Regions from separate parts of the Capra hircus genome. Here region 2 is linked to region 1. The links are chromatin contacts, called in public Hi-C maps. All regions are on one chromosome and are shown on one strand. Each heading gives the region's core, a stretch centred on a gene start, on an enhancer-like site or on the middle of the called end of the contact. The rest is flanking DNA. Distances are from core to core; before and after follow the strand shown. Region 1 overlaps DARS (aspartate--tRNA ligase, cytoplasmic). Region 2 has its middle 190 kb from the start of TRNAT-AGU.

Region 1 (4,369 bases), core at 773-3,272:
AATCCCTATAGTATGTTCATTGTCTACCTTTTAAATACAACTAATGTTCATTGCATTAAACTGCTGCTGTAGAGGATGGCAAGATTAAAAATGTAGTTTTACTAAAGTATTTATGGATGAAATGGTAGCTGAGATTTGCTTCAGAATAACAGAGTAATGCGTAAAACAAAACTGGCCATGGATTGACAATGGTTGAAACTGGGTGATAAGTATATGGGGGTTCATTAGGCTAGTCTACCTTTTTTTTGTATGATATTTAAATTTTTTCATAATCAACAGAATTGAAAAAAGTATGTTTATATTCTATGAAAATAGAAGAAATCATTGATTTATTCAAATCTTGACATAAGATGGGTTAAAATGACCCCAAGAATTAATTTTTAAAGTGCTTTGCTTTGAACATTAACCCCTATTCATGTTAATCAATGGTAATAAAAAATATAAATATCAATATTTTAAAATACATTTGTTTATTCTTCTGTTAGAGATAAGTACTAATGATAAACACGAGAAGGATAAGACAACCACCAAATAACCCAATTTACAACTGACGCAGAAACCTAAAATTCCTAAATGATGTATAGAAAACAGGAAGAAGGTTTTTATTTCCAAGTTGCCATCTTAAGCCTACTCATTAAGCCCAGTGATAATGGTGTCTGAATCTCTAATTTGTAAGCAGAGATTTGATTAATCCCAATTGCTCAAATCATGCTTGCTCTGTTACAAAAACCAAAGTGGAAATTCCACTTCCAATATTAAGTAGAGAAGATATCAATACCTAAAATAAATGAGTTTCATAAACTTTCTTCAATTATAAATGTAAATGAAATAAAAATGTTAAAAAAATGAGGGAGTTCCTTGGTGGTCCAGTGGCTCAAGACTATGGGCTTCCAATGCAGGTGGCCCCAGTTAAAACCCTGGTCAGGGAACTAGATCCCCCTAGCACCACAAAAGATCTCACATGCCAAAAGGAAGATCTCATGTGCCACAACTAAGACCTGGTACAGCCAAATAAATAAATTTTAAAAATATATAGTAAATAAATAATGAGAAAAGCTCTATTTCTTAACTGTAGTTTCAAAAGATAGTTTGTTTTACAGGGAGACATTTGTTGTTCTATAGACTATCTGAATGGAAGTTGCTTAAAATAAACTGTATAGAAATGCTTCAGAGAAAAAAGAGTAAAAAAAAAAAAAAAGTTGGGAGGAGTGGCCAAGATCACAGAATAGGAAGACCTTGAATTTACCTCCTCCCATGGGCACACCAAAATCAGAACTATTTACACAGCAACTATCGATAAGAATGACATGAAGGCAAGCATAGAATATATTCTACAGCCAGAGATATAAAGAAGTAACCACAACAAGACAGGCAGGAGCAGCAGAGATGTGGCAGAGTCAATATTCACATCCCCAGGCAGGCAACCCACAAAGGAGAGGATAATCACAACTGCAGGGATCCCCTCCAAGGAATGAGAGGACTGAGTCCCATATTGGGCTTCCTAGGCTAGGGACCCTACACTAGGAAGACAAGCACTCTCTAGAAGGTCTGACTTTGAAGGCCAGTGGGGCAGGCACTTGGGAGAATTGAAGGCCTGTAGGAAACAGTGAATCCACTTAAAGGGAACATGTAAAATCTCGAGACCTGGGGCAGAAGCAGTAATTTGAAAGGAGCCTGGGTCAGATTCATTTGTTGATCTTGCAGAGCCTCCGAAAGAGGCAGGAGGCAACTGAGATTTACCCCTGGGGACAGATGTTAGCAGCATCCATTTTGGGGAGCTCATTCTATCATGAAGACACTGCTGCTGGCAAGCACTATCTTGGAAATCTCCTTCTAGCCTATTGGAGCAAGTTCCAGGTCTAGCCTACCAGCCAGTTAGCACTAGTCCTGGGAAGCCCCAGGCCAAGCAGTCAGTCACAACGGGGATATAGTGCCATCCACCATCAGGCCAGTAGCAGCTGTAGACCCCCTGCTCAAAACACCTCAGCTACCTCAGGATTTGGCCATGTCCAACAGAGGGCCCAGGATTGGGTCCCACCAAACAGTGGGTCGGCATCAGTTCTGGAAGACCTGTCCTGTCCACCAGTAACCAGAAGCCTCAGCACAGGCAGCACTTGGCCACCAACTGGGCTGGGGGCCATCCAAGCCCACCAGCATGCCCACAGAAGTTAGCCCTGTCAGGAGGGCCTACAATAGCTCATGTATAGCAGGCATCCCTAGAACATATTGCTCTGCTGAACAGAGGCAAGTGTGTCGCTGGGCCCTACAGGATGTCTCCTACATAAGGCCATTTCTCCAAGATCAGGAAACATAATTAACCTACCTAATACACATAAAAAGAAAAATTAAAAATGAGAACAGTTTACAAAACAAAAACAGACTCAGAGACTTTGAGAACGAGCTTATGGTTGCCGGGGGAAGGTTGGGGGAAGGGATAATTAGAAAGTTCAGGATGGACATATACACACTGCTGTATTTAAAAGGATAACCAATAAGGACCTACTGTATAGCACATGCAACTTTGCTCAATGTTATGTGGCAGCCTAGATGGGAGGGGAGTTTGAAGAAGAATGGATATGTGAATATGTATGGCTGAGTCCTTTCACTGTTCACCTGAAACTATCATAGTATTGTTAATTGGCTATACCCCAATACAAAATAAAAAGTTAAAAAAAAAGTGAAGTCAGAAAAACAAATATTGTATATTAATGCATATATGTAGAATCTAGAAAAATGGTTCAGATATTAATTTTGCCCAACTGAAATGTAGACAAAGATGCTGAGCACAAAGGTGTGGACACCAAGGCGGGAGGAGGGGTGTAGGAGGAATTAGGAGATAGGGATTGACATATATACACTATTGATACTATATATAAAATAGATAACTAATGAGAACATACTGTAGAGGTTCAAGGAACCCTACTCAGTGCTCTATGGTGACCTAAATGGGAAGGGATGACCTAAAGGTCATCCCCAAAAGAGAGGATATATGTATACATATAGCTGATTCTCTTTACTGTACAGGAGAAACTAACACACCATTGTAAATCAACTATATACTCCAATAAAAATGAAACAAACAAACAAAAAAAGAGGACAATTTAAGTGACCTCTGGGACAACATCAAGCACACTAACATTCACATTATACAAATCAAAGAAGGAAAAGAAAGGGGCAGAGAATGCATGTAAAGACATAACAGCAGAAAACTTCCTTAACCTTGGAAAGGAAAAAGATATCCAGGCCCAGGAAGTACAAAGAGTCCCAAATAAGATCAACCCAAAGAAGTCCACAAGTTCACTGTGCGTGCTAGGTCACTCAGTCATGTCTGACTCTTTGCAACTCCATGGACTGTAGCCTGCCAGGCTCCCCTGTCCATGGCGATTCTCCAGGCAAGAATACTGGAGTGGGTTGCCATGCCCTCCTCCAGGGGATCTTCCCAATCCAGGTCTCCTGCATTAGAGGCAGATTCTTTACTGTCTGAGCTACCAGGGAAGCCCAAGAATACTGGAGTGGGTAGCCTATCCCTTCTCCAGGGAATCTTTCTGACTCAGGAATCAAACTGGGGTCTCCTGCATTGCAGGCGGATTCTTTACCAGCTGAGCTACTGGGGAAGCCCTGTAGCTTCCTTATCACACTGTAATTAGGCAAAAATTAAAGACAGAGAATATTAAAAGCAGCAAGGGAAAAGTAACTGGTTACATACAAGGGAACTCCCATAAGTAGATTAGATGATACTCCCCTAAGGAGATTAGATGATACAGAGGAACAGATTAGTATACTGGAAGACCAAGTGGTGGAAATCACTCAAACTGAACCTACATATATAGGTTGCTATATATAAACCTCATGGTAACCATAGGCCAAAAATCTATAATAGATACACACACCCAAGAGAAAGGAATTTATATTAACACTAAAGATAATCATCAAGTCATAAGAAGAAAAAAAGAGAAACAAAAAATAAATTAAAAAAACCTGAAGGCAATTTACAAAATGGCAATAAGAACATAGTACATGTAAATGGACTAAATGCTCCAAATGACACAGAGTGGCTGAATGGATAAAACAAACAAGGTCCATACATATGTTGTCCGCAAAAGACTCATCTCAGATCTAAAGACACACTCCAACCAAAAGTAAGAGGATGGAAACAAATGTTCCATGCAAATGGAAATGAGAAGGACACTACATAACGATAAAGGGATCAATCCAACAAGAAGATCTAATAACTATAAATATACCCAACATAGGAGCACCTAAATAATAAAAGCAAATATTAACAAACATAAGGGAAAAATAACACAATAACACAAAACAGTAGAAGACTTTTAACTCCCCACTTACATCCATAGTCAGATCACCCAGA
Region 2 (4,369 bases), core at 801-3,300, 440 kb after region 1:
GCAAAATCTTAAGTCTTTTAGAGAGAGTGGATGAAGCAGCTTAGTGTGGTGACTGATACTATAAGTTCTGGGGTCAGGCAAAGCTGACTTCCAAATCCTTTATATCTTCTGGGAAGCTATCTTGATCTCTCTGGATCTCATTTTCTTCACCTGTAAATTTAGGACAGTACTGTCTACTCATGGAGTGTATTTAAGGGTCAAATGGAAAAAGGAAGGAAGGTATACAGTAGGTGCTCAATATATCGAAGCTATTTCTAAGCTCTTGGTTTCAGAGGGCTGGGCAGGACAATGCAAGGAGGAAAGCATCTATACCTACAGCTTCCATGCTCTGGCCTTCTTCTCAGTTAAAATGTGAGTACAGGAGCCCCGGGTAGGGGGCGCCCCCAGGGCTGTGAGAGTCCTGTTACTCCCAGGATGACAGAAATGCTGGCCAAGAGCAGCAGCATCTGATAGTTGTGTTGGAGAACCAAATGAGACTTTACTGCAGAACTAATAGTAAAGACTTGGCTGAAGTGAGATGCACTTGGATTGTAAAGAGATTGTGAATAAGATGTGCTTGAATTGTGCACCTACCATGATCTATATGCAGGGTAGGCATGTGCTAGCTACAGGTGCTGAGTTTGCTGGAGGCACTCCTCCTGGAAAAATGACTGAGTTCAAGAGTGGTGGGGAAGCAATTGGAAGGAGGAAGGGAAGACCTGAATGGAGGCCTCTGCAGAGGCATCAAAGGTCCAGTCTCTGATGTGAATGGGAGAGCAAGAAAGAGAGGCCATGTCTGGAAAAAATGGGAAGAGTGGATATGGGACACTGGAGACTGGATTTGTAATTTTTCTGAAGAAAGACCCCTATGCATGAATCCTCCCATCAAACACTTTTTATCACGGGGCACTTTTCCTACAATGTAGCCCCATTGCTTAAGGAGTTTGTAACTGAGTGAGTGAGTGAGAAGCTAGGGAAGATGTCATCTCAGTATCTGTGTGACGAATATGCAGGGGAAAGAGTTTAGGCCATGGGGTCAGATTTGGTCCTGAGTTAGAATCCAGGATTTAGGAGCCTGAGTTAGGAGCCACTGGTGGCTCAGATGGTAAAGAATCTGCCTGCAGTGTGGGAGACTGGGGTTGGATCCCTGGGTCAGGAAGATCCCCTGGAGAAGGGAATGGCAACCCACTCCATTATTCTTGACTGGAGAATCCCATGGACTGAGGAGCCTGGAGGGCTGTAGTCCAGGAGGTCACAAAGTCAGACCTGACTGAATAACTAACAGCAGAATCCAGAGCTTTGACTTCAAGCTGAACGACTTTGGGCTGGAGATGTAACAAATCTGTGACTCTGGTCTTACTATAAATTTGGATTGATGATAGATGTATCTCACAGGGTATTGTAAGGATTCACAGGATCGAAATAAGGAAGCCTTTAGCAAAATGACTGGTTGATGGTGAGCACTGCATAGTAACTCATGTGATGATAAAGAGCTTTGCTTTTTTCTGCTCCGTTGTATGAGTTTTTAGCTGTGTGACCTTCACAAGGTCACCTCTGCTTTCTGAGAATGAGTTGCTTCAGCTCTTTTAAAAACAAATTGCTCCAGGGATGTGCAGGGCTTCTCAGGTGACTCGGTGGTAAAGAAGCCACCTGCCAATGCAGGAGACATGACTTTGATCCCTGGGTCATGAAGATCCCCTTGAATAGGAAATGGCAACCCACTACAGTATTCTTGCCTGGAAGATTCCATGGGCTGGGGAATCTGGTGGGCTACAGTCCACGGGGCCACAGAGAGTCAGACATGACTGAGATGCACGCATCCACTTGCGCAGGTGGGGGTTTTGGGTGTGTGCAGACAATGTCATTCACTACAGGATGGGTTGGAGGCAGGATGCTTGATTTAGTGCATCTGAGGAGGGCTGGGAGGGGTCTGAAGCTCATCAGAAGTTTGTTTGGAAGGGAGTGTAATCTTCTGTTTGGGCTGAGAGGAAACGGGGAGGGCATGTGGTGAGCAGCCAGAGACCGGCTGCTGATGAAACTCCTTGGTAGTGTTTCTCCAGCTGCTGGTCCAGGTCCAGGTTTGCAGGGCAGGCTGTGTTTGCACCTGTCAGTAATGTCCTCACTTGACTTGGGGATAAGCTCAGCCACAGCAACTGGGGCCTACAAAGCAGCCCTGCCATTTAGACAGGGACCCACTTTCCAAATTTGGCTAATTTTCATTTATTAATTGCACATTTATTATAAGTACTTAACTATATTCTAGGTTTGAGGGGGATTCAACAATGAACAAATAGGTCAAGTCTTGCTTTCAGAGACCTCTTAATCTCGTAGGAAAAAAGGCAACAGACAAACAATACCCTCCATACGGGTGTAACTGAGATTTTTGCCATAAAGTAAAAGTTCAGAATGGTATGAGACTGTACAGCGGGGTAAAACCTCATCTAGATTTGAGGTTCAGCAGCAGGTGGCGCTAGTGGTAAAGAACCTGCCTGCCAATGTAGGAGATGCAAGAAACAGGGGTTTGATCCCTGGGTTGGGAAGATCCCCTGGAGGAGGGCATGGCGACCCACTCCAGTATTCTTGCCTGGAGACTCCTGCGGACACTCGAGTCTAGTGGGCTACAGTCCATAGGGTCGCAAAGACGCAGACACGACTGAAGCAACTTAGTGTACAAGCAGAAAGAAATGAAATGGGAGTGAGTTCAGATGAGAGATATTGAACAGAAGTGGAGGCAGCTTTTTTTTTTTTTTTAAACATAAATCTTCTTTTCACAGACAGGCATTTACTGTGGGAAAAGCCATTCCCTGCTTCCTGATACTATTGTCTGTCCTCAATACACACTCAATGGACTTCCCTCTCGATTCATTTACCTCCCTCCTCAGTCACTCCTGACTCACACGCTAGTCCGGTTTGTGTGCAGCCTTCTGCTCCCTGAGCTCTCGTCTCCTAGACATTTCTCAAGGTGTCTGGACTGCTCGTTCCACCTTGATTCCTCTTGGCGATATGACATGTTGTCTTGTTACACCGGTGACACCTGTGTCTGTTCATCTGTGTGCAAATGTACATGTAGCATCTGCCCAAAAAGAATATTGCTGAGGGAGGGCTTTCCTGGTGGTCCAGTGGTTAAGAATCTGCCTTGCAATGCAGAGGACGCAGCTGCAGTCCCTGGTTGGGAAACTAAGACCCCACATGCCCCACAGTGGGCCAAAATAATAATAATAAAAGAATATTGATGGGCCATTGAAAAAGCCAGATATGTGGATACATCTGTGTGAGCCTTTATAGAGCTTATGCTCCAGACTGCTCATCCTGAATAAGTTAAAGCTGAAATCCACAGAAGTTAAAGGACCACTCTAATCACTGGATGGAAATCTAGGTCTTTGATCATGTCTCTTTAATAAATCTTCTGCATTTATCAGGATGCTTGTTCTAAAGTCAGTATCCAATGCATATTTTCCCACTGACTGTTTATTCCTCTAGTTGGACCCGTGTGCTAACGCAGGTTCTTCCATTACTCATTTCAGGCAGTGGATATGGCGTGTGGTACACTTGCCCCGCCTGGGAGACTGATAACCTTAATTGTCAAATGAGTGTCATATTTCAAATGAACATTTATTCAGTACTAATTGTATGTCAAGTACTGTGCAAAGCTTTGGAGATAGAAAGGCGGTAAGATAGATCCCAGGTGGCACTAGAGGTAAAGAACCCACCTGCCAATGCAGGAAACATAGGAGATTCGGGCTCAGTCCCTGGGTGGGAAAGATCCCCTGGAGGAGGGCATGGCAACCCACTCCACTATTCTTGCCTGGAGAATCCCATGGACAGAGGAGGCTGTCCCGAGGCCACAGTCCACGGGGTCACAAAGAGTGGAACATGACTGAAGCAACTTAATATGCATGCCAGATAGATCTGGTCCCTGCCTTAGGGAAGTGCTCAGTGGTAGAACCTGGTAAATAAACAATGACAACAGCGTGAACATATTTATCATAAAGGGATATACAATATGGGAATACAGAACAAACCAACTGATGTTGCTTCGGAGAACTGAAAAAGTTCATGAGTACTCTCTCACTTCACCTCCACTTTGTATTATTATGAGATGCCAGTGTGATAATGCAATGAAAATATGTTGAAACCCAGAAAGAATTACATATGAGCGCACTGCCCACTGATTGGTGTTGTGACTTGGGAGGCTCCAGAGAGAGATCAGAGAGGAAAATGATGGCTGAGAAAAGAAGGGAAACTGTCATCCATTCTGATGGACCAGTAAGTTTTACACGGAGAAAACTCAGGTCCATGCCATAGACCAAGGGAATTACACCCAGCTTGTAAATGGAGATTTTTGTTGCAGGAATGATGAAACCTGTTCATTCCCTTAACATAGCTGAAA

The links. A called contact is a pair of places that touch in the nucleus more often than the background predicts.
Region 2: a contact with region 1 is called in a Hi-C map of blood, with 5 times the contacts expected there. The contact joins two enhancer-like sites. A contact is called at or near these places in 3 of 5 Hi-C or Micro-C datasets (all in blood).

The regions. Positions count from the first base shown.
Region 1 is chr2:74,788,574-74,792,942 of ARS1.2, forward strand. The region is part of intron 10 of DARS (aspartate--tRNA ligase, cytoplasmic); the gene reads right to left. Among named protein-coding and RNA genes, the nearest start is that of MCM6, 46 kb to the left of the region's middle. Within about 2 kb of position 2,023, at least 1 of the 5 cell types and tissues checked has an H3K27ac peak or open chromatin away from gene starts, as enhancers often do.
Region 2 is chr2:75,227,546-75,231,914 of ARS1.2, forward strand. No RefSeq gene overlaps it. Among named protein-coding and RNA genes, the nearest start is that of TRNAT-AGU, 190 kb to the right of the region's middle. Within about 2 kb of position 2,051, at least 2 of the 5 cell types and tissues checked have an H3K27ac peak or open chromatin away from gene starts, as enhancers often do.